Linked DNA regions of Sus scrofa: regions 2 and 3 are each linked to region 1. A link is a contact called in public Hi-C data. All regions are on one chromosome and are shown on one strand. The core of a region is the stretch at or near the end of the contact, and the rest is flanking DNA. Distances in the headings are between cores, read along the strand shown. Region 1 holds the start of TRIP10 (cdc42-interacting protein 4). Region 2 holds the start of KHSRP (far upstream element-binding protein 2). Region 3 holds the start of TUBB4A (tubulin beta-4A chain).

Region 1 (4,064 bases), core at 928-3,427:
CCCACTCCGCGGGTCTCCCGCGGGCGAGCCCCCTCCTCTCGCTCACTGCCATCTCTGGAGCCACCGCCTCCCCTGATACCGCCTCTGACGCCTCCAGGCCCGCCTACCGGTGAACCAATCGCCGTACGGTGGGGGCCGACTCTTTGGCATTTTCGGCCCGCTCAACCAATCATCGATCTTCTCCTCTCGAGGCCGCCCCCTTTACGACACCAAATGGACAGCACCGGTTCCGAATGGGAATGCTGATGTCAGTTAATCCCGCCTCCACTCTCACCAATCACTAGAAGGATTGTCCCTGATGTAATTTGATAAACAGACCCTCCAACCAATTGTGATGGATCTGATATCCGGCCCCCAAAGGGGAATTCCTCCATCCACCCTTAACTGACTGACCAGTTCAGAACTACATTACCCAAAACGGAGGGGTAGCAGACGGCTCATTGGGAGCCTTCAATAAACTACATTTCCCAGTATCCCTAAGGACGGACTTCCCCTTTGTACCCCAGGGATGTGGCTCCCAGCCAAAGTTCAGGCTTTTGGTAAACACATGCATTTGCTGAAGCCTATCTTCTCTCCTAATCTTCCTGATCCACGGAGAGGCCAAAACCTAGCCCCAAGCTAAATCTTGACCCTTGGGTGACCTATGATCCCAGGCTGAATTCCCAGCCTTAGGTGGACGCTTCTATCCTGGAGTGAGGCAACTGGAGGCTCACCCCCAGGTTCCAGGCTAGTCTTGTCTCAGGCTGAGCCCTGACCTCAGCCTGAAACCCTGACTCCCCCACCCGTTTTTACCCTCAACCTATACCTGGTTGAGCTTCCACCTGGACTGAGCTCTGACCTCAGATTAGGACTAACCCCTGACTTCAGATAAGGACTGATCCCTGGACCTCAGTCTGAATCTGAGGCCTTCATTTGGGTGGCTGACCCTTCTGCTAAGGCTCTGATCCCAGACCCTATCCCAACTGTGATGAGGACTTGAGATCAATCCCAATTTCAGTTAGAGGTTGAGACCCTACTCTCAGGCTGAGCAACTGAGTCCCAGATCCCAGGCCGAGGTCCTGACTGAGTTCCTGATCCTTTAACCTCTGGAACACAGGTCCACTTTACAATTTCAGGTTTTCTAACTCACAAGCCACCAGCAGGTGGGGCCAGGTCCCCGTAGAGCCATCTGTCCCAGTGTGGGCTCCTGGAGCTATCCTCCTGGGCTTCCCACCTGTGTACAGGGAGCCTGCGGACTCAGAGCCTAACCTGCCCTGGGGGCTCGGGGCCCCCAGCCCCAGCAGGGCGGCTGTCACCTCTGTAGCCAAAGAGAAAGCACCTAAAGCAGGAGAGGATGAAAGAGGTTGCTGCAGAGATTTCTCCCCTTTTATCCCAGTGCCTCAAAGGAATTAACAAGGTGTGAACAGACTTTTATGAGAGGCGACGGACTTCCAAGCCCCAGGGCAAGGGGGTTGGAGGGGAGAAAGGAGACATTGTCGGAATCCTAGGATTTGGAGACTTTTAAACCTGATTGGGCCTTAATGCATGCGACTGGAAAATGGGCAGGTGCAAGTACGAACCGAACCGGACAGCAGATGGGGAAAGGCTTGGGCCCAGCGCCCCAAGGACAACCCGTCCTCAGTTTCCCGGCGCAGACTTTGGAGAGAGAGGCAGGATGCGGTGGGGGCGCTAATGGACCCGGTCTTGGCCGAGGCACATCCTAGGCAGGATCGAAATCCTCCCATCCGCTCTGCGGCCGGAGGGACTAGGCCATTAGTGGGACAAGCATAGCCGTCTGGAGCCGGGCCGGCCCGCAAGAGCCGGGTGACCTCAAGTTCTCCCTGCGACGGGGTCGAGGAAGGACCTCGTGAGTTGGGATTTTAGTGTCTTGGCCCTTTAAGGAATAGTTGAAAGAAAAGAGGAAAGGAAAAACAGACTAGGGCGGGGGCAAGGGTTGGGAGGACAAGAGGGTCCCAGGGGATTTGGAAAATGGGTGGGGGTCCTTTAAAGGGGTCGGTCCAGTGGCGTCGGGTGGCGACGGTCCTTTAAGAGGGGGCGGGGCGTCCTTCGGGCCCCGCCTCCTTGTGAGCCCCCACCTTCCGTGGGCTATGCGGGGGCTCCGTGCGGGGGCGTGGCTGAGTCTATGGGGGCGTGACGGAGTCTGGAGTGGGCGTGGCCTTAGCGGGGCGGGGCCGGGCTCACCGCCCTGGGCTGAGTCTCCCGGCCGCTTACGGCGGACGGCGGGCGGCGGGCGTCGGGCGGCGGGGACCGGGTGCGGCGGTTGCGTCGGCATAGGCGAGAGCAGCATGGATTGGGGCACCGAACTGTGGGTGAGTCCGATCCTCCCTGCTCCAAGTTCTTCCCTTCCTGGGGTCCAGACCCCCGCTTTGCCCCCTGCAGTACCCCAGCGGGGATTCTGCGCTTTCCCTTCCACCGACCCCTGGAAACCCCGCTCTCCGCCCTCATTCGGAGTTTCCCAGGGCGTTTCGGGACTCCGGGGAGCAGAGGGCCACCTTGCAGGAGCGGCGTAGGGAAACTGAGGTACGGGGTTGAATCAGGAGGGCAAAAGAAGTTCTAGGACCAGGCCGGGGCGGCTGGGAGAGGTCACCTATTTTGAGCGCCCTGGCTGGGCCGGCGGCTTATCTTACGGCCCCTGGGTCCCTGCCCGCCGTCCGCCTGTCCGGCCTGGGCGGGGGAGGGGACCCTCTGGCCACTTACAGCCCCACGTGGGACCTGGAAGTCCAGACCGCCCTTTCGTCTCCTCTAATCTACTACTAGGGGCTTGGGACGCCGTAGGGGGGAGGGGGCTGCGAGGATCGGCCTCGCAGCCCCCTCCCCCAGCCCGCCCCGGGCCCTGGGAGGGGAAGCCACCCGAACGCCTCAAACCTTTGCTCTGGAAGCCCCAGGAATTTTTCCCCCTCTCCTAGCCGGGATATATGACCCCTCCTCTTTCTGGGGTGGTGGTAATCCTGGGTTCCTGGGCGCCCTGGGGTAACTAGATAGCCCCTCGTGCCAACTCTGGGATTTCTTTTGGAGGTGCAGTGGAGTCAGTGAGGGAAACCAAGTCACCCCTCGGGGGGGACCCGCGGAAGCATGGCGACCGGGAGAACCTGGTGCCTGCTCTCTGGCCGTTCTGGGGGCCCCCCAAGCTGCGGGGAACCCTGTCCCTCTGGCCCTGACTCACGCCGGGCCGGCCGGATTTTCCGGAATCTGGGGGGGATTAGGGGAGCCGGGGCAGGGGGAGTGGCCTTGCCCCATTCCACACCCCTGTTGGACGTCTGGAGAGGGGACACTGTAGTCCGGCTGGGGCCCCGCCCCTGTTCCCTGGCCCTTCCTGGGAAGGGGAGGGGGTTCCCGCCGGTTTCCTGCTTCCCCCCACCCCACGCCGCTCCGGGGCGGGGCCGGGAAGCCACTCCTTCTGGGAGCTCAGAGCTTGGAGGCTCCCCTGGGCCAGGTCAGCGGGCTGTGGGGTCCCAAAGTCTTGATCCCGGTCCTCCCAATCCCCCGCTAGGATCAGTTTGAGGTGCTTGAGCGGCACACGCAATGGGGTCTGGACCTGTTGGACAGATATGTGAAGTTCGTGAAAGAGCGGACGGAGGTGGAGCAGGCTTATGCAAAGCAGCTGCGGTGAGACCCTAGGGTGGCCGCGCCCTGGGCTTCGGGGGAGCGGTTGGAGGGCTGGGGGCTCAGTCTTCCTGCCTCTCTCCGTAGGAGCCTGGTGAAAAAATATCTGCCCAAGAGACCTGCCAAAGATGACCCTGAATCCAAGTAAGAATGAAGAGGGGAGGCAGAGTTAGATTTGGGAGGACTGGGGTATTGGATCCTTTTCCTCTCCCTCCATTTGGGCCACCCAAGCACTCCTGGCTTCTCCACCCAGTTCCACTTAGAGGTATGAGCTGGGAACCAGGAACCGTATTACCTGGGTTGGAATTCAAAATCCACTACTTTCTAGCTGAACTGCTTTGGGCAGTTGACTCCAGTTCTCCGCCTCCATTTTTCTTGCCTATTAAATGGGAGAGGCTCCAACAGTTATTAAATGAATGACTCTGAGCAAGTGACTTAAGTTTTGTGCCTCTGTCTTCCTC
Region 2 (4,064 bases), core at 682-3,181, 240 kb before region 1:
AAAGTTGTAAGCAGAGAAGAATCACCACCTAAGACTACCCTCCATGCTGCAGATCATCCTCTCACTCTCCCCTCTCTGAGTCCTAAGAACCCAATGGGTCTTGCTATCTAGCCTGGGAGTGGCTTTCCCCAGATTTAGGAAACAGCCTGTTGGTTAAAACCTTCTAGAATTTTCATCTAAGGTCTTAGAGTTTAAGAGTTATTTGGGAATTTAAAAACTTCCCTTCTCTATGGTACTTATGCCTAAATCGTTTGTGCCAGACTGTAATCCCCACTGACTTGTTCTAGGGGTGAAAGGAACAGAAGTTCAGGTGCCAGGGAAGGTCCTCAGATCACCTCCTAAGAGAGGGAACTTTCAGAAACTTCCTTCCCTAAGTGCTCACTCCTCTGGGATGCTGAAGAGCACGGTTCTCCTTCATCTTCATCACCCTTAAAATCTTTGCATTTGTTGAACAAATTTTAGGGAGGGTTTTGGTTCAAGTCATCTGAAACCTTCATTTGACCAAAATAAAAGGCCTTTTGGAACACATGTTACATTTTAAACACACAAACAGCAACTTCAAATAAATCCCAACAAATTTAAAACCAGAGTCTGCTGGTGGGATTATTACAAATGTTCCAAAAAAACACAAACCATAAACTGAGGATCTATCTTTTCACCTCTTCATTTTTTTAAAAAAACAATTTGAGCCAAAGCTCTTGGGATGCCCAGATGTGGCCTTATCCCACTCCAACAGACAGCACCAACTCCCCAAGTTATAGCTGCTTCTCAATCAAGACAGTAATGGGGTGGGCAACCAGATCAATTGCACTATTCCACTTCAGAGGTGAAAGACACAGACCACACTGGGAGGGGAACAGGGCGTTCACCTAACGGGACCTCCCACCCTGTCCTGGAGGCAGTGGGACGAACCCTGAGTGAGAAAGCACTCAATGGCCTGAGCCAGGTCTGCTTCCTGAAAGGGCGGCAAAGTGCTGCCTTTCTATGGGCCTCCTCCCCTCAGACTGTGGGGAGGCCGAGAATGGGGCCAGGGAGGTCAGTCCGACAAGCATGTGACCCCCCTGTGTAGTCATCATGCCCCTAAACACAGTGGTGGGACCCTTCCCCTCTTTCCCCAAGACAAACCAAGCTTTCGAGCCACCAGAAGCATCAAAAAGACCAGCTCCTATGCCCACCCTCCCCATTTCATCTAAGTGCTTGGCCACTCTTTGGTAGCCAAAGGGTCCTCCTTCCACTTTCTGGGCTCAAAAGGAAAGACTTTTCCCCCACCAAAGTCCCTCCTTCTCGGGGAGCAGGCAGGGCTCTTTGCCCTCAAGGGAGATGGGGGCAGAGTTAGATCTTCTCCCTGGGAAGACGGACCCTTGCTTCCAGAAGTGGAGCTTGGGGTGGTGGGGGGAAGTCCACTAAGTGAGTCCCCGCGCTCCCGAGCCCCTGCACACCCAGGGGCCGCTCTGGGTGACCCCCCGGACGACCCTTCCTCCTGCAGGGGGTCAACCTGAGGGGGGGGCACTCCAGACGTCGGGGGAGGCCCAGGCCCCCACCTACCGCCCCACGTGACCTCGCGGCGGCCCCGGCCCCCCCCTCGCCTCGCGACCCCGCGCGCGCGCGCACGTGACCCCGCCCCCTCCCCCGCCCGCCCGCGCGCGCGCCCCTCAGGCCCGCGGCCTCCTCACCTGGCGGGCCCGCTGCACCGCGTCGGCGAAGGCGTCCTTGCGGATCCCCGGGCCGCCCCCGCCAGGCGGCTGCGAGGGGCCCCCGGCCGACCCCCCGCCCGGGCCGCCGCCTCCAGGGCCGCCGCCACCCCGGTCCCCCGCGCCCGGCGGGCCCGGCGGAGGGCCTCCCCCGGCGCCCCCGGCTCCTCCGGATCCCCCGCCCCCGCCGGCAGGTGGCGGCGGCCCGGGCGGGGGTCCTCCCGTGCTGTAGTCCGACATGGCGCGGCGGGGCCGGGCCTGGCGCGGAGGCTGAAGCTGAGGAGGAGGCGGCGGCAGCGGCGGCTCAACGCGGGAACAAGGCCTCGCTCCACACGGCCGCGGAGCACTCTGGGAACCCAGCGGCTGGGAAGACGACGAGGAGGGAGAGGGACGCCCCTCCCGACGCCGGCTTGATGGACGGTGCCGCAGGGCCAATGGGAGGTGGCCGCCGCTCCCAGGACCCCAATCGCAGGCTCTGGAGGCTAGCGGCCAATCGGAGTTCCGCGAGAGGCAGTGGGCGGGAGGCGCCGCGAGATCGACAGCTCTCGGAGGCAATGGGCTGCGGGTTGCCGGCACTGGGCGGGCAAATCGAAGCGATCCGAGAAGGCTGGAGGCCCAATGAAGCGGGAGTTCCAGAATCGCGGGGCGGCTTCAGAACCGGATTGACGGCTCCGAAGAGTCAAGTGGACAGGAAGGAGGGGCCTGGCGAAAGGGTTCTTTTGAACGGGCTGGGCAGGAGCCGGGTGAGATAGTCAGGTACGCAAGCCAATAAGTACACAGGAAAGGCGGTTCTTGTAGAGATTGGCAGTCATCCTAACCCAGTCTCTGACGGGTTCTGTGTGATGGGCTTGCATTTAGGGAGGATTACTTTCCCTGTTAACCAGAATCCTTTTCTAGTCGTGTCTTCTAAGCCAATCGCTGAGCGCCGGGGGCGGGTGTAAGGTGACTGACTCTGTTCGGGACAAACGGTAATGAAGGAAATAAAGGTGCCTGGTTTTGGTGGGAGCCAGTGGAAGCGCAGCTGCATTGGGGCGGAGCTGGCCACCAAGCGGCGGGAGGGGATTAGCCAGAGCCGAAGTGAATGGCAGCCAACGTGGGCACTGGCGATCGGCTGGCGGAATTCAGGCCTGTCGTCTGGGTTAGCGCCCTAGGAGCCTAGCTGGGGAGGCCAGGCACGTGGCCTGCTTGAGGCCTCGGTGACGGGTGCCTCAGGGGGTGGGGTGGCCCGAGAGCAAGAGGAAATCCGTTGATGCTCTGTACCTACCTCCTTCTCCTCTCTCCACCCGGGGATCTTAGAGCTTCCACTTCTCTTTCAGGACTCGGAACCAGCTCCCCTCCTGAACTCAAGGGTCGAGGGCCTTTGGTTCCCTCCCAGGACCCAGGGATCCTAGATTCTAACTCCATACTCCACAGTCGCTTCACATAAGGTCCTTGGATATGAACTCCAGGCTCTGATCCCAGGCCCCTCAGTTTCTCTCCTGGACCCAAGGCATCGTCGGGGCTTCAGTTCCCATTCAGAACGGAGGGGCCCATAATACCTGCCCCTCCTCCAAATCCCAGGGGTCCCATATGTCCAGCTCCTCTCTTGGGCCCAGATATTGGAAGCACCCAGCTTCCTCTTAGACTCAGGGTATTCCAGGTCCGCAGGTTACACCATGGAGCCAGGTATCCAGGTCCCCAGCTGCCCTCCTGGACCCAGGTATCCCAGACACGAACAGCAGAAACCATCTCTTTATTCCTGGTTGTCTCTACATTCACCCTTTTGCCTTGGAAGCAGAACAAGTAACAACCAGACAAAGTGGACTCCAGATTAGTCCCAGGCTGCACCCTGGGGAGGAGGCCCCAGGAATCTTCTGACCCAGGCCCCGAGCCTACTTCTGACAAAAAATGCCCTGAGTCCCAAGCCTGGAGGAAGGACTCTTTGGAGCCAGGGGACACTGGATCCTCCTGTCCATTTCTGCCCAGGGCATGTTGCCTAGCTCACTGCTTACACATCCAGGGTCTTCTTCATGGCTTCATATACCACGTAGCTGATACCACCTGCTGGCAACACCTTCAGCAATGTGGGGGTCATGCCTCGGTACAGCCCTGGCCAGCCCTGCTGGGCCAGGATCCTCTGGAAGACTCCACACATGGTGGGGTTCGTACCCTCCGCAGTGTCTGCAGGGACAGGGGCAAGCTAAGAGCCAGGGGCCAGAGATGATTTGGCCTCCTGGGGGCGGGGCTGGAATTTTGGGGAATGGGGAGTGAAGTCAGGAGCAGGGGATCTGGGTGTTAGTTCGAAAGAAGTTTGGAAGAAGAGTTCCTGCTGGATCAGTGGTGTCTCTGGAACACTGGGACCCAGGTTCAGTCTCCAACCCAACACAGTGGTTT
Region 3 (4,064 bases), core at 693-3,192, 180 kb before region 1:
AATGGGGGTGGGGGCAGAGAGCTTTGTTCTTAGCTGTCTCTCTAGGAGATGTATAGGGCCTGGTATGCAGTAGGTGCTCAGTAAGTATCTGTCAACTGCATGAAGTGGCAGAGCTGGGATTTGTGGGCTGTGGTCTGGCTCAGGTCCATATTGTTAAATGAAAATGCCACCTCCTCTGGGAAGCCTTCCCTCCCTGGCGCCTCCCCTCTCCATTGTATAAGGTGCCTCCCACCTGGGCTCCCATGGTGGTCTGTGTGTCTGCCTTCCCTGCTGGGCTCCGGGTCCCTGTGGTCACCGTTGAGTCCAAATGCTAGGTGGAGAATTTTCTCCAAGCCATGTGCAAGTGAAAGGATCAATGCGGGCTCCTCTGCCTGTGTCCCAGGGCCGTGACTTACCAAACACAAAGTTGTCAGGTCGAAAGATCTGGCCAAAGGGACCTGAGCGGACGGAGTCCATGGTGCCCGGCTCCAGGTCCACCAGCACAGCTCTGGGGACATAATTTCCTCCTGCAGTGAAGCAGATGGAGAGAAGCTTGGTCAGCGCCAGGAACCAGCATCCTGTCCCTCCCCACCCCCACTCCTGCAGGTGCACCCCCACTCCTTACCTGTGGCCTCATTGTAGTAGACGTTGATCCTCTCCAACTGCAGGTCGCTGTCCCCGTGGTATGTGCCAGTGGGATCAATGCCATGCTCATCACTGATCACCTCCCAAAACTAGATGGGTGATGGTGGCAAGGACCAAGTAAGGGGAAACCGGTGGCCAGGTCTGCCCCCATCTCCATCGTCTGCTCTCAGGACCCGCAACCACTTTCTAGCTGTCTACCTGTCCCTCAGCAAGGTGAATGGGGACATAAGGCATAGTGGGGAGGCAAGGATGAGGCAGCAAGAAGGGAGAGGTGGGGGCAGGGTGAAGCAGAGTCACCACCCCAGCCTAGCGGGCTGGTGTCAGCACTCCCTGGCCGCTGCCTCGGGGAGGGGCGGGATCTCTTTGTGCGTGTGGAGGGCATGGGGGGCCAGCTGTGAAGCCAGCTGCGGCAAGCGGACCGAAGGCTAGGGCCCCACCCCCACCGGCCTCTTTGTTCCCAGCTTGGCCCTGCCCCCCGCGTCCCTCCCCCACCGTCCCTGGGGTGCTGGCCTCCTGGGTGACCGGTCCCCCCGCCCAAAGACCCGCGGCGGAGGAGCTCTGCGGAGCTCGGCAGACCGCACTCCACATTTCTCGGCATCGGCATCGTCCTCGGCCCGGGTCCCCTGCACACCTTGGCTCCGATCTGGTTGCCGCACTGGCCGGCTTGCAGGTGCACGATCTCTCGCATGATGGTGGCCCTGGCGGTGGTCGAGGCGGTGGTGGCGAGGGTTCTGGTAACTGCGGTGGCGGGGCTGAAGGTGGATGCGGCGGCGGTGGCGACGGCGAAGCTCGGTCCCTGCGCCCCCCCAGGCGCCTCTATATGAGCAGGCGGGGCTCGCGTCACGGCCGGTCACTGGCCCGCTCCGCCCCCTGGTCCCGCCCCGGGACCGAGGGTGCTGGAATGGATGGAGAGATCCTTCTCGATCCCCCTCCCCTGCCTCCTGGAGACCTCCCGGGCCCGGGGCTGAGACGCGAGGTGGCCCTGTGCGACCCCACCCCGGGCGGTGGGGGCGAAGCTCCTCAGACGCCGTCAGTACCATCTGCCTCCCCCACCCCTCTCCAAGCCGGGCCTGGCGATCCGGGTCTTGCGGGGATGGGTCGAGGGTGGAGAGGGAGAGCGAGCGTCCAGTAAACAAGCCGCGGGGAGATCCTGCTTCTCCCTCTTCCTCCAAGCGGCCCTGCCTCAGTTTCTCTGTCCCAGGCCTCCTTCCCCATTCCATTTAGTGCCTTCGCTTTAACTGGGAGGGCTCCTAGCCGGGCCGAGCTGGGCGCTCCGGAGTAGCCATCTGTTTGGGGAGGTTGGGGGCGGTCAGTTCCTGCCGGACTGATCTTGTAATTGTGTAGTAAGTAAAACCCCGATTTTCCTTCCATGTTTGACTAGGGAGACTTGCAGAAACTGATGGAGGTTTGGGGGAGGGTACTGTGCGCTCCCCCTGGACACCTCTCTTGGGCTTTGGATCTGTTGCACGTGGGGTCACCCTCAGCTTTGCCTGGGGTGGAACAGCAAAGATTAAGATTTACAGCTGGATTACCTATTGGGGGGAGGGTGTAAAGGATCCCTGGGGGACTTCCTTGCTCCCGCCCAGATTAAAACCTCTCTGCTCCATTGTTCTAATTCATTACAATGCATTGTTCTAATTCATTGCAAAATCCCTGCCTTTGCATTTCTAATTAGTCTCTGACCTTACACTGGCTACTTTGCCTCTCCGTAGCTGAATTTACTGCAAGATGGGGAGTCAAGAATGCCTGACCTCAAAAAAAAAAAAAAGAATGCCTGGCCCCCAGGTGGTTGGGAGGATCCAAGAGAGGGCCCAGTTCACAGCAGAATGGCCCCAGTTTCCCCTCAATAAATTGTAGCTATTAGTATTACAATGATTATGACTGTAATACTGGGCAAGACATCCTGTGCTGCCCCGAAAGTGAAGGTCAGACCTCTTGTGGCCACCTTCTTTTGGCAGCCTCCGCCTCAGGGGTCGAGGAAGCCTCCTCTTTATCCTCCATGGCTTCTGGCTACTGTGGGGTGGGGGTGGGGTTAGTCAGGTCTGCTGTATGGCTGGCACCTCACTTTCTTACCAGTGGTTTCTTTTTTTAAATGATTTTTATGTTTTCCATTATAGCTGGGTTACAGTGTTCTGGCAATTTTCTACCGTACAGCAAAGTGACCCAGTCACACATACATGTATACATTCTTTTTCTCACATTATCGTCCATCACACCCCATCATAAGTGACTAGATATAGTTCCCAGTGCTATACAGCAGGATCTCATTGCTTATCCATTCCAAAGGCAATAGTTTGCATCTGTTGCCAGTGGTTTTTAATTTTGTGGTTCTCAGCTGGGAGCAGTTCTGCCCCAGGGGGACACTTGACAGTGTCTGGAGGCAGGGTTGTTGTTTTTTTTTTCCCCCCAGCCACACCTTGCACATATAAAAGTCCCCTGGGTCAGGGATTAAACCCGTGCCACTGCAGTGACCCACCCCACAGTAGTGACAACACCAGATCCCTAGCCTGCTAGGTGGTCGGGGAACTCCCCGGAGACATTTTTTTTTTTAAAACTCAATGAATTTTATTACATTTATGCCTGGAAACATTTTAAAATGATCTTTATTTTTTCCATTATAGTTAGTTCACAGTGTTCTGTCAATTTTCTTCTGTACAGCAAGGTGACCCAGTCAAATATACATTCTTTTTCTCCCATTATCCTCCATCATGCTCCATCATAAGTGACTAGATATAGTTCCCAGTGCTATATAGCAGGATCTCATTGCTTATCCACTCCAAAGGCAATAGTTTGCTGGAGACATTTTTGATCATTACATCTTGGGGATGTTACTGGCATCCAGTGGGTGGAGCCTAGGGATATTGCTCAACATCCTGCAGTGCACAGGACTGTTTCTGCAGCAGAGAATTATCTGGCCCCAAAGATCATTGGCCGAAGCCACGGTAGAGAAACCTGATTTAGACTTATGAGGTTATCACCCAGTGCAAATGTTAAAATTGATCTCTGAGACACACAGTTCCTGGATTGCAGTAGGAGGTCCACTAACCCATGTTAACATCAAAACAAATTCAGAGACTCTGTATGGCATTTAAATTTTTTTTTAAATATCAAGAGTCATAAAAACACTTATGTTTTTATGGAAGGCCCTGCTGGGAGGGGCTGACTTAGGACTCAGCCCCAGAAAAATGGGGTTTCCTGTGTCACCTCCTAGGGTGATTTGGGGTGAGGGCTGAACTCCACAGAGGTGGGGCTTCTTGGATTAGCCCATCTGGGAAGGGATAGTTCCCTGGCAAGACGAGGCCCTGCAGGGGGTGGGTGACTCTGATCTTTCTCTGCATCGGGACAGCTCTTGGGCTTCCTGAGGATGCTCAGGGGAAGAATCCATAGAGGGGAAAGGGGGATGAAGTTGAGGAGCAGGGGACAGGCAGCCTTCTAGCACC

The links. Hi-C and Micro-C count contacts between places; a contact is called where the count stands out from the background.
Region 2: a Hi-C map of liver shows a contact between it and region 1, with 5 times the contacts expected there. The contact joins the promoter of KHSRP here to the promoter of TRIP10 in region 1. A contact is called at or near these places in 2 of 5 promoter capture datasets (fetal liver and liver), 5 of 47 Hi-C or Micro-C datasets (heart right ventricle, liver, retroperitoneal adipose tissue and 1 more) and 1 of 2 datasets of contacts at active chromatin or transcription factors (alveolar macrophages).
Region 3: a Hi-C map of blood shows a contact between it and region 1, with 1.8 times the contacts expected there. The contact joins the promoter of TUBB4A here to the promoter of TRIP10 in region 1. A contact is called at or near these places in 17 of 47 Hi-C or Micro-C datasets (adipose tissue, alveolar macrophages, blood and 11 more) and 2 of 2 datasets of contacts at active chromatin or transcription factors (alveolar macrophages and skeletal muscle).

What each region holds. Positions count from the first base shown.
Region 1 is chr2:72,414,259-72,418,322 of Sscrofa11.1, reverse strand. TRIP10 (cdc42-interacting protein 4) reads left to right here and starts at 2,177. Exons shown (of 15, transcript XM_005654730.3): 1 at 2,177-2,309; 2 at 3,491-3,606; 3 at 3,691-3,747. The coding sequence starts at 2,286. GPR108 (protein GPR108) reads right to left here and starts at 102. Exons shown (of 18, transcript XM_021083982.1): 1 at 1-102. The coding sequence starts at 52.
Region 2 is chr2:72,654,818-72,658,881 of Sscrofa11.1, reverse strand. It overlaps KHSRP (far upstream element-binding protein 2), which reads right to left and starts at 1,931. Exons shown (of 20, transcript XM_021083987.1): 1 at 1,674-1,931. The coding sequence starts at 1,931. It overlaps SLC25A41 (solute carrier family 25 member 41), which reads right to left. Exons shown (of 7, transcript XM_021083988.1): 7 at 3,642-3,851. The coding sequence ends at 3,679.
Region 3 is chr2:72,597,122-72,601,185 of Sscrofa11.1, reverse strand. It overlaps TUBB4A (tubulin beta-4A chain), which reads right to left and starts at 1,942. Exons shown (of 4, transcript XM_003480812.4): 1 at 1,256-1,942; 2 at 605-713; 3 at 396-506. The coding sequence starts at 1,312.